Regions from separate parts of the Anser cygnoides genome. Here region 2 is linked to region 1. A link is a contact called in public Hi-C data. All regions are on one chromosome and are shown on one strand. The core of a region is the stretch at or near the end of the contact, and the rest is flanking DNA. Distances in the headings are between cores, read along the strand shown. Region 1 holds the start of GATA4 (GATA binding protein 4). Region 2 has its middle 40 kb from the start of FAM167A.

The links. Hi-C and Micro-C count contacts between places; a contact is called where the count stands out from the background.
Region 2: a contact with region 1 is called in a Hi-C map of liver, with 1.7 times the contacts expected there. The contact joins the enhancer-like site here to the promoter of GATA4 in region 1. A contact is called at or near these places in 2 of 7 Hi-C or Micro-C datasets (both in liver).

The regions. Positions count from the first base shown.
Region 1 is chr3:119,565,180-119,570,637 of Taihu_goose_T2T_genome, reverse strand. It overlaps GATA4 (GATA binding protein 4), which reads left to right and starts at 1,450. Exons shown (of 6, transcript XM_048079339.2): 1 at 1,450-2,439. The coding sequence starts at 1,914.
Region 2 is chr3:119,713,390-119,719,223 of Taihu_goose_T2T_genome, reverse strand. No RefSeq gene overlaps it. Among named protein-coding and RNA genes, the nearest start is that of FAM167A, 40 kb to the right of the region's middle. Within about 2 kb of position 2,098, at least 1 of the 3 cell types and tissues checked has open chromatin away from gene starts, as enhancers often do. A contact at or near this core is called in liver, where this site is marked.

The DNA of each region.
Region 1 (5,458 bases), core at 201-2,700:
TTCCCATCGTGGTTATTATTGCCCACAGGAGGGGAATTCGCTCTTCTTCCCCTCCCCTGCCTCTGATCCCCCGCTCCCTTTCAGAGCCCGCAGTGGGAAGGCTCCGTCCTAGGCCGGTTACGGGCGCACTCACAGCGGCCCCTCCGTCCCCTGGGTTTAGGGGAAAAGCAAATCCACCCCAAAACCCCTTCTTTTTTTTTTTTTTTTTTCCCACCCCGCTGCCATCCTTACCCGCTCCCAACGCGCCACGGGGCTCTGCCTCCGGCTTCTCCCCCTTCCCTCGGCTCCCGCTGTCCTGCCGGGTATCAGCCCTTATCTCCCGGTTATCTCTGCTGCTGCTAAATTCAGCCCGGCCGAGGGGTTCAGCCTGGGGAATCTGCTGCTTAAACCTAAATCAGTCCCAAGAGTGAGTTCTCCGGCCAAAATCCATCCCCCCCCCCCCACTCCCGTGGCCGGCCCTGGCCTGGGTGCGAGGCGGTTTTCGAGGATCCCTCCGTGATCTGCAGAGAAATCGGCGATAGGGGATTCCATTCCCCCCTTCCCTTCCTGCTTTTTTTGGGGTTTCGCCTCTGCAAAACCCACAAAAGGAGCTGTGCGCCCCACAGCGTGCCCCAAAATCCCAACTTTCTGCCCCACAACCCAAGGGGCCCAAAGCAGGACCCGGAGCTCAGCCGGGGGAGAAGCCCCCGAAGCGCCCACCCTGGGAAACGCCGACCCCAAAAGCCCGGCCCCGGGGGGTTCCCCCAGCGCCCCCCACTCGTGAAAAGAGCCCGGGGGGTGCATTAAAAACCCACGGAGGGGGAGGTCGGTGCCGCTTCTGCTTCGCGGGGGTCTTGCTCCCAGCCCCTCCAGCACCCTCAGAGCGGGGAAATTGCGGGGAAATTAAGCGGGGAGCTTAAACCCCCCCCCCCCCCCCCCCTTGGGGACCCCCCCGCGGGGTGCGCAGGACGCGGACACGCGTGGGGCGTGCCGCTGGGATCCCAAACCGCCCTCCTTTCCCCCCCCCGCCCTTTCCCCTTCCCCAATTTAATTGGTGCCCCCCGAACCCCCCAAAACCCCTTCCCTTACCCCCCCCCAAACCCTCCCAGCTGGTTCCCCCCCCCCGGGGACCATCAGCGGCGGATCGCACCTCCCGTACCTGCGGGACAAAGGTTTTTTTTTTTTGCCCCCGGCTTTTCTCTGTCTCTCACCTTCCCGACCGCTCCCACAACCCCCCCCCCGGGGCTCCGGGGCTTCTTCTCCATCCCCCCCCCAAGCTTTAGGCCCTGCTCTAACCTCCTTATCTCCCCCCCCCACCACCACCCCGCCCCGAGGGGGGCTCCCGCATCCCCAGCCGCATCTCCCGGGGCTCTGTTGGCCGGGCCGGGGGGGGGGGGGGGGGGGGGTTGGGGGGGGTTGGACGGGGAGGAGACTGCCCGAGGGTTTTAAGCAGCCCGGCCCCACCGTCGAGGAGGGGGGGGGGGGGGGGAAGAGTTTGAGCTGATGGATGGAGCCCGGTGGGAGAAGCTAATTCCAAGCGGGAGCTAAAAGCTTCTCCTCCGCAGGGACCAGGACTTCTTGCTGGGGGGCTGGAAGCGGCGGCCAGACCTGCTGAAGGTGGGGAAGGTGGGCGGCGGGGAGGGGGGGGTGGAGGAAAAAAAAAAAAAAAAAAATCCAAAAAACAAACAAACAAACAAAAAAAAGAAATTTAAATTAAACTCGCCCCACCGACCGCGTTTTGGCCGGACCCCCACCCCCCACCCCAAGGCGAGACCTCTCCGGCCGCCGCTCGCCGCGTCTCCGTCGGGGGAGAAGGGAGTCGGGCTTCGGGGTTCTTTTTTTTGTCACCCCGCTCCCCCCCCCCGCGTCGTCGTCGTCGCCGCTCTGGATTGTGCCCGGGGAGCCGGCCGGGGTTTGGGGGGGCCCGCGGCGAGATGTACCAGAGCTTAGCCATGGCGGCGAACCCCGGCCCCCCGGCCTACGAGGGGGCAGGTGGCTTCATGCACAGCGCGGCCGCAGCGTCCCCCGTCTATGTGCCCACCACGAGGGTCACCTCCATGCTCCCCAGCCTGCCGTACCTGCAGAGCGGCGGCTCTTCCCAGCAAGGCAGCCCCGTCTCCAGCCACTCCATCTGGACTCAACCCGGAGCCGAAAGCGCCGCTTACAACCCCGGATCGTCCCACCCGCCCGTGTCACCTCGGTTCTCCTTCTCCACCAGCACCCCCATCCCTGCCACCTCTTCCCGGGAGGCCGCGGCGGCTTACAGCAGCTCCTTGAGCCTTTCTGCTAACGGGAGGGAGCAGTACGGCCGGGGCTTCGGCGGCTCCTACTCCAGCCCCTACCCCGCCTACGTGAGCCCCGAAATGGCCACCACCTGGACTTCTTCGCCCTTCGACAGCCCCATGCTCCACAACCTGCAGAGCCGAGGGACGCCCGCGGCCGCCCGGCATGCCAACATCGGTGAGCGCAGCAACCCCCGGGGGCAGGGATGGGATGGTGTACGTTGGGATGGGGTGCTGTCCGTTCTCATGTTTTTCCCCCCCCCGCCCCGTTTTCATCAGCGCGACCCTGTTTTAGGAGGGTGGGATTGAGAAACTTGTGGTTTTTGAGCTCCTGGGGATGCAGAATATCGGGGTCCTCATGGTGCCGGTTACACCCTTACTCATGCACTTTCACTGCAACGTTGCAAAAAGTCCTTGAGGCCACAGTTGCAAAAAAAAATAATAATTTAAATGAAATTTGGGTAGGCCTGGAGCTGCAAGAATCATGTGCCGAGCTCCCGTGGAAGGGTTTGCTCCACAGATAGCTCCGCAGGCATTTCGGGGCCGCGGCGGGGATGGTCTGCGGGAGCGCAACCCTGGTGGGCAGCCCCTTCCCGGCCTGATTTGGTGCAAAAGGGGGAAATTTAGGGATGGAATTAACCAGCGAAGTTTGGTGTGTGAATCCCACATCTCGCTCTCGGGCCGCTTTGTGTTACGTCCTTTTTGCAGCTGTTGGATGGTTGGAGAGGCCGGGGAAAGGGAAGGCGAAGGGAAACTCAGTGCCGAGGGGGAGAGGTGAGAGAGAAGAAGAAATGTATCCGAATCCATTAGCCACAGCCTCTTGCACCCCTTTTGCTTTTGGGGGGGGATGCTCAGCACATCTGGGTGCCCCAGCTCTGGATTTCGGGGTCTCCCTGCCCAAAATCCCACCCGGGTTTCTTGTGCTGATCCCCGTCTTGGAGCCGAAACGCTGATTTCTCTAAGCGCCCTGGTCCTAAGACCAGAAATTGTTCCCAGAGGCTTAAAATATTGCTTTTGTATTTTGCGTGGAAGAAAAAGGCAACATGGGGAGGAAAGCAGGGCTGTGGGGCTGCTCCCCCAGACCCATTTCTGTTCCCCACCACCTCTCTGTGGGGGCTTCGCTGCTGGCGCCGGAGTGAAAAGAAATAAAGGCGCTCGGAAGCAAATGCCTCAAATTTGGCCGACGATACATTTTAGGGTTGCACTCAGGAGGGTAAAATTTCCCTTCAGCAAGGTTTTCTTAATCTTCAGAGTTATTTTAAGGCATTATAGGAATGAAGGTTGGGTGTCGGTGAAGGCTTGGCCTTGCCATTGCCTTTTGCATTTCTTCGGGCTTTAAGAAATTGCGTAAAAATGGGGAACTCAGCTATAAAGATAAAGCTTTGGTTGACCAGGCAGGGATTTTGGGAAGGCCTGCGGTGGCAGAACATGTAGGAAAACCAGGAACTATTGATTTGTATCATTGAGGACAGTCGTGCATTTTTATTTGATTTCAGTGCCCATCTCTTCCTTGGGGGGAAAAAAAAAAAATCACATTTTCGCAGCGGTCACTGATGGGCTCTTAGCAAGAAAAATAACTTAAAAATGAAATATTCAAGATGAAGCATTGCAGCTGCAGAAATACTGGGTTAGCTTTTAAGGTTTGTGGTGTTTTTGGGGTTTGGGGATCAGTTTGTGTTGCCGGTCCCGTGGACAGAGCCTGCCTCTGGGTGCTCTTCGCTCGAGCTTTTGCGTAGCATGAGGGAGATGGGATGAAACGGCCTGAAAGGCATTGAGCCTAAAAATTCGGGATTCAAACAGAAAAGTGGATTTTGTGGAAGGCAGCTCCCTGGTGGGCAGCTCCGGGCATGGTGAATCCCAAGACCCTTTCTTTGCCTTTCCTTGGGAGCGGAGATATTCTTATTCTCTGCACGCTGAGAAACACAACCCTTGGCGCAAGGCTTTGCTGCGCCCAGGGATTTTTGCAGCGCTTTCGTTTTCCTCCAGTGATTTCCTGGAGAAACACCACCTTCGGACAGTGCTAATTGCAGAGCAGCCGGCCGTTACTGTAATACTAATTAGTGTTACTATTTAATAATGAAGGTTAAGTCCGTGCAGATGGAGCTGGAATTGCAGACTCAGACGCGCGGTCTACGCAACTGGGCATGGCGTTTATTTTCCACTGATAAGCAATGCTCCAGGAAAAGTTTGGTGAAACTTTAGTGAAACTGCATTCAAAGGTGATAAAAAAAAATGATACTAAGAGATGTATGTTCTCGCTTTTCCCTAACAGGAGAATTTGGGGTTAAAAAGTGCCAAAGCAGCTCAGTGGTATAAAATGCTGGGGAGACTGGGGGCATAAATAAATCACATGGGCATATATAAAATAAAACCACCCCTGTTCAGCAAACTTGGGGTTTGGAGGTACGTCTGGGGATCATTTCCTCACCCTGAAGGGCAGGATCAGACCCAGCAGCCATGAACTTGCCCCGGGGCATGGGGTTGGGGTGAATTCCCCAGCTAAGGAGGGGCAAAACATCCTCCAGGAGACATCCCCGCCACCAAAATCTGCCCCCAGAGCCGCCGGGAGGTGTATTTGCCCTGTTCCCCCTTTGCTGGGGAGAGGCGAGCACGAACAGAGGCAATGCACTGGCTTTTACGCAGGGGATGGGGGGGCCAGATCCAGCTTTCCCATCCCCACCCCGTGCACTTTTGTTTTATTTTTTCCCCTTCAGCTGCAAACTTGTGTAAAACGCAAACTCGTGTAAAACTGAAGGATTTTTCTTTTTTGGGGTAGGTAGGGGGTCTTTTTTTTTTCTTCTTTTTATTTTTCTGTATATATATATATATTTTAGGAGGCTGAATTTTGCCGCTGCGGTCGGGAGCGAGCCGGGGCACGGGGCACTTTGGCTGCCTTCGCATTTCGTTTTGCCTTTCACTGAACCAGGAGTCCCCGGCCAGGCTCCACGGGACCACATCTGCGAAGATCAAAGCCCCCAGCAGATGCGGCCATCGGTCGGAAAATGTTTTTTTTTTTCTTTCTTTTTTTTTTTTTTTTTCCTGCTGCTGGGAGATCGGGGAACCAGATCTTACGCTTTCCCATAGGGATGCGAAGAGCTTGGCGGGGTAGCATCCCCAGGCTGGCATTTCGTTTCCAGTGACTCATCCCATTTGTCACGTCCCCCTGCCCTACCAGCCGATGCCCCAGGGCAGCGGAG
Region 2 (5,834 bases), core at 849-3,348, 150 kb before region 1:
AAATCCAGGAGATCTGGTGCATTTTTAAAGCCCTGCCTCCTGGAGTCTTGTGGTTCTGGGAGCCTCGAAGCTGAGCTGGAGAAATAATCCCTTGGAGTTTCAAGAGAAAAAAAAAAATCTCCTGAAAATGAATGTGAATTGCATGAGCTCAAAAATACGTAATTCATTCAGAAATAAAATGGGGATTTAATATTTTTATTATTTATAATTGTTGTTTGTATTTTTAGTGTCTTGCCTAATTTAGCAGACTCACATGTTTTTCACTCAACGGCTGCCACAATATTTGTACATCCCGTTGGTAAATAGAGGAATTACACGGTAATCTCTCAGATATCGCTTGCCAACATTTCCTAAATTGTGATAAACTGCTAAAATTATATTTTCTGTAGAACATCTTATAGGGAGCTCATCACAGAGTGCCTGCGCGTGTTTGGTTACGCAGAAATACCACCCCAAGGATGCCATTTCATGGAATAAGTGGTTTATTGAGCTCCAGCACTAGGGAAACCTGGTTTAGTGTGGCTTTGTGCCTTGCAGCTGATTAATGTGGTTGTCTAACAAATGCTCCTGGAGTGGAGGTCTTCAGGGCCTCTCTTGTGGGTCGATTCTCTCGTGTCTGATGAAGGATTGAGCTGAAAGGGCAGCCCCTTTCCCTAGCTAATAATTCTTTTATCCCACAGCTCCTCGCCTGGTTCCATGGACCTGTGGCAATGCAGTATTTCTGCATCTTCTAACTGGGAGAAGGGAGAAAGAGCACCCCGAGGGATGGACCCAGATATGGATGGGGTGCATACTAAGCCAGGCTGGAGTAGTCCTGGAAAAATGACCATATTGATCTCATTCCACTACTTTTCATGGCTGATTTTTCTTGAAATAAAATTTTAATGATTTATTGATGAAATTAAACCTGATCCTTTTGTCAATAGCCGTCACTTCCCTCTGCCTGTGTCCAGCAACCTCATGCCCCCCCCATCCCTCCATGCTCTTCCCTGCCACATTTGCCTTTGGGGAATGCAAAGGGAGGGAAGGACAACAAATAAACAGTTTTGTAATTTTCCAGTTACCCACGGTTTACATCACGTCTCCTCCCTCCACACCTACTTCTTGTTTTCGTGTCCATGTGTGCATTATGTGGGTTTGAGGCCGCACCGCTGTGTGTCACGGCTGGCCCTGGTGAAGCCAAACCTACCTTGGAAACTGGGAATGACCACAAGTCACAATTTTTCTCACACCCCCAAGGTCCTCCGTGTCGTGGCCAGCTTTGCTCAGCCCTGCCTGCCTCAGTTTCCCCACCAGACCATGCAGCAGCCTCCCTGCTTGAGCGTGATGATGGGGATCAGAGGGGGTTTGTGTCCAGCACGGGGGAGAAAACGGGCCAAATCTGGGCTCTTACCAGGAGCAACAGGACCCCAGTAATCAGTGGGGATGCAGCGTGTCCCCCGTCACCCCCATCCGCACTTGTGGCCATCAGCTCCCCGTGCCCAATGCACCACGGCACCACCTCCCGCAGCCCTTGCCCGTGGCTGTCACCACCTCCGTTCACACTGGAGGACGTGCAAAGCCTTCACGATGACTTCAACAAGAAAGTGCCAACACCTTCAGCTCTCCGTCCGCCCCACTCAGCCTTGCTGGGTGGGAGAAGTGCCCCAGGAGCAGCAAGGTCTCACCCGAGACACACCACGGGCTCCAGAGCAGGTATTTGAGCTGCGGATGACCTGTAGCTGCCCCGGGGGTGTTTGCTCTGTTGGCAGCAGCTCCGGGAAGCAGTGCCAAGAGCAGCTTTTCCACCTGCAGCCTCCCAGCCGGGCCATTCGCCCCAGATAACGCTGAGATTTCGGGAGACAGAGCGGCGACGGTTCCCGTCCACCTCCAGGCACGCAGCCCTGCTGGCCGCCCCAGCCAGGTCCACGTCGCACGGCTGTACCTCGGGTCCTGGGGACACACCGGGGTAGGTCCGGGAGGAGCAGCTCCGCAAGGGGCCAGGGCAATTTGGAAGGTTTTTGACTCTCCAGGGGTTGCAACAGAGCTGCAGGCACTGCGGCAAGGGGCTGTGACAAAGAAGGGCAGGTGGGCAGCACAGGAGGGGAGTCAGGGAAAAAAAATGTTTACCATAGTAAATTTTATTTTATTTTATTTTATTTTATTTTATTTTATTTTATTTTATTTTGTTTTATTTTATTTTATTTTATTTTATTTTATTTTATTTTTTATTTTATTATTTTATTTTATTTTATTTTATTTTATTTTATTCTATCCTATAATTTTATTTATTTATTTATTTATTTATTTATTTATTTATTTTTCCTCTTCAGTTTGCTGGCTTTACATATGTACACCTTAAAAATTGTATCTTGAATAAAAAAGTATTCAAAGTCTATTTGTCTTACCAAAAGGCAGGCTTTCAATATGTAAAAACTTTCTGTAATTTTCTGCCTTAAAGGTATTGCCTCTCGATTCAGTGGCCAGGCAACGTATTTTGAAAGAAAGGCTGTATTTAAGCCCTGAATGAAGTGACAGAGCTGCAGTGAGGAGTGCCACTCGCACCACTGGTGACGTTGGTGCTGGCTCCACTTTGGGGTGTTGAAGCTGGATGTACTCCCAACACTTTGCAGATATTGGCAAGATGTTTCTGCTCATTGCTCTGGCTGATGTTTCTCCATGAAGCTCTATTTTATTTTTATTTTATTTTATTTTATTTTATTTTATTTTATTTTAATTTATTTTATTTTATTTTATTTTATTTTATTTTATTTTATTTTATTTTATTTTATTTTATTTTATTTTATTTTATTTTATTTTATTTTATTTTATTTTATTTATTTTATATTTTTCCAGGGCTGGCAATCAGATGTTTGCTGAGCTGCTCACACACCACTTTCCAAAGCCCCTCCTGTCGCAGCCTGCTGCCATGCCACAAGAAGCCGCGAGAAGCTGGTTCGCATTGCCCCATCCTCCCCCTGCCCAGCTGGAACTGGCATTTCGGGGTGAATCTGGCATTTACAATACGAGGGCTGGAGATCAGAAAAAAAAAAAAAAAATGCCCAACCTGAAGAAATTCCCAAGTGGATGCTGGTGGAAGGAGCAAGACGGAGGTGCTGAACCCCGTATTAGACACTGGAGAAGCCCCTCCGTGGCGCAGGCCTCTTTCCCTGGGGTTCGGGGCCGCTCTCACCCCAAAAACACGGGCTTGTTTTGCCATCTGCTGGTGGGAGGCCGGCAGAGGAGGTGGAGCAGGGCAGAGGGCAGCCAGGAGATGGAGGCTGGGGGGCTCAGCACCCCTGCTGCAGCTCCAACCCCCTGCAGCTCCTACCCGGTCCCCCCCTTCCCAACGTGGAGGTCCCGGCCATCACACGCGGGTGGCCTGGCCTGGCCTGGTTTGGATTTTAGTGGGGTCGGGGGGCTGTAAAACCAGCCAGCGGGGCTTGGAGAGGAGCTCTCCAAAATCCCAAACGGGCCACAAAGAGCTGGGCGCGGAGCAGAGCTCACCGCAGGTTTGGGAAGGTGGCCTACGCGCGACTGGTTGGCGTGGTGCTGGGGGGGCTCATCTCGTAATGTTTAATATTTTCTGGATGAAGCCTTTCCCGAAGGCATTGAGCCCGATTCCTCCTCCTAGGTTTGCTGGGGGTGACCCAACTCCTGGTGCCCGAGCTGCTCGGTCCGTGCCCATGGCCCACACCCGATGGGCGATGAGCAGCGACTTCGGTGCCTTCCCCAGTCAGCTTCTGGAGGAGGTTTGGAGCGGACAAAGGTGTCAGGAGAGGGAGCCAGAGCCTCGGCTGAGAGCAGGGAGAGCAGGGATGGGGACACGGCCCCTTCGGAGCTGTGGTCCCAGGTGTGTTTGTGGGGCAAACCCAGCAAACCGAGCCCCTCCGGGCCCTAATTTTTGGAGACGCATCCCAGCGTGGTCAGCACAAAGGACCTGTGCCCCACGGGACAGCAGTTTTAAACCGTATGGGCGATTCACAGGACCCCACCAGCCCTGCAGGATAAAGGATGGGGAGCCTGAATTTGGTGTCTGTGTGCCATATGTTCTCCCACCTCTGTCCCACCCTGGGGACCGAGCATCCTCGGGTGCTCCAGCATCTGAGCAAGCCTGTCCCGTGTCTTGTCTCCAGCTCAGACTCCTGAATTATTGACGGCTCTGATGCATCAGGCTATAATAAGCTCCCCAGGCCTTTTCCCCGTGGGCTGGAGCTGGGAACACGTTTTCTTCGTTTTTATGTGGTTTTGCTCTGTCTTGAGCTGATGGCTGAGGGAGGAGAGGACGGATGGATGGGGACGTCGGGGAGGGTCGGGGTGGCTTCAAATGCATGGGGTGGTTTGGCAGAGTGGCTGCCCTCATTGCAGTCTGGTAGGGAAAGGGGTCTGGGGTTGCCCAAGGGGTCTTCAGCCCAGATTTTGTGGGGTGGAGGCCGTGCAGGGAGCCAGGAGAAGGCAAAGGGTCTTTGTGTTGTCCCCTGGGGCCTCCTCAGCCACAGGTCTGCAGGTCAGAGGGAGAAAACCACCGAGAAAAACCACTAAAGAAAAGTCAGAGGGGGAAAACCACTGAGAAAACCACCAAAAGAAAGCCAGGCTTCATCTCAGGTGGAAAAAGAGCCGTGTTTGTATGTGTGGGGCTGTAGAAAACGGCGGGGCGGGTGCACGTCCGGAGTTACAGGCAGCAAGGGGCATCACCTGCAGGCAAAGAGCAGGTCGGTGGCTCTGCTTAAAGAGCTTTTCATAAGGAGCCTGAAAATGATTTCAGCGATTTCCAGGAGGCCTGCGTGCACCAAGTGCTCGTTTCTTGAAACCGTTGAGTCCCACTCGAAACAGGCATAGTAATACTCTGGTTTTGAGGTCAGAGGCAGCAGCCCCCCAGTTTAACTCCGTATATTGCTCCCAGAAGACCAGACGGTCAGAGCTGCGGCAAACAGTGGCACCTGCAAACCTCCGCGGCTCCCCCAGCCCCAATTTCAGGGGCTTCAGAGCTGGGCTGGAGAAGTTTGGTTTAAAAGGAGGGGCAGAGCAGAAGGCAGGACAGCCCTGCCCATCTCCCCTGCTTTGCTCTCCCTTTTGAGCCACGCAGGGAGCCCTTGGTGGAAAGGTCCTGGTGCCATCAGCTGAGATGGGAGCTTCTCAAGGAGGACAAGGGGGTCCCATCCCCACCATGGGATGCAAAGTAGAAGCAGGGATGCTGTTAAACAAGGCATTTCGCATGTGCAGCCCATGGCTGGGTTTATGGGAAGGGTTTGCTGCAGTAGCACAACAGGTTCTGCTTGAGGGACTCCCTTCCAGCTTGAGGTCCCCCTTTTCCAGCTGGTGGGAATCCCACTGCGTGGTCCCAGGGGGAATGCTGCCAGCTCGCCTTTCCCCCAGCGCTGCTGAGGACCCATCCTGCCTGGTCCTGTGCGCTCCGAGATCCCCAGCTTGGCACTGCAGAGGCTGTCCCAGCACCCAGCCTGCCCTGCTGTGGGTGCTTGCTTCCAGATAATTCACTAAACGTGTATTTAAGCACATTCCTGGGAAAATCACCCCCCTTTTTTTTTTTTTTTTGAGAAACCTGTTGTAATCAAAGCACCGACAGCTTCAGCACCAGTGTAAAGCTGGAGGCAGGCTCAAGGCTGCATTCGTGCTCCGCACCCAGCCACCTCTTCAGCTGTGGGTGTGGATTGGGCAGGATGAGCCCCACCGACGCCCAAAATCCCCTGTACATGTGCTCACAGAGCTGGGGGTGCCAGCAGGGCAGAGACAACCCAGAAGTGCCACACGGTGCCCCACACCATCAAGGTGGGACGCTTGATGGCCCATCGGCACTGATTTAGGTGTGCTGCCTCCTCCCACGGGGCAGGGAAAGG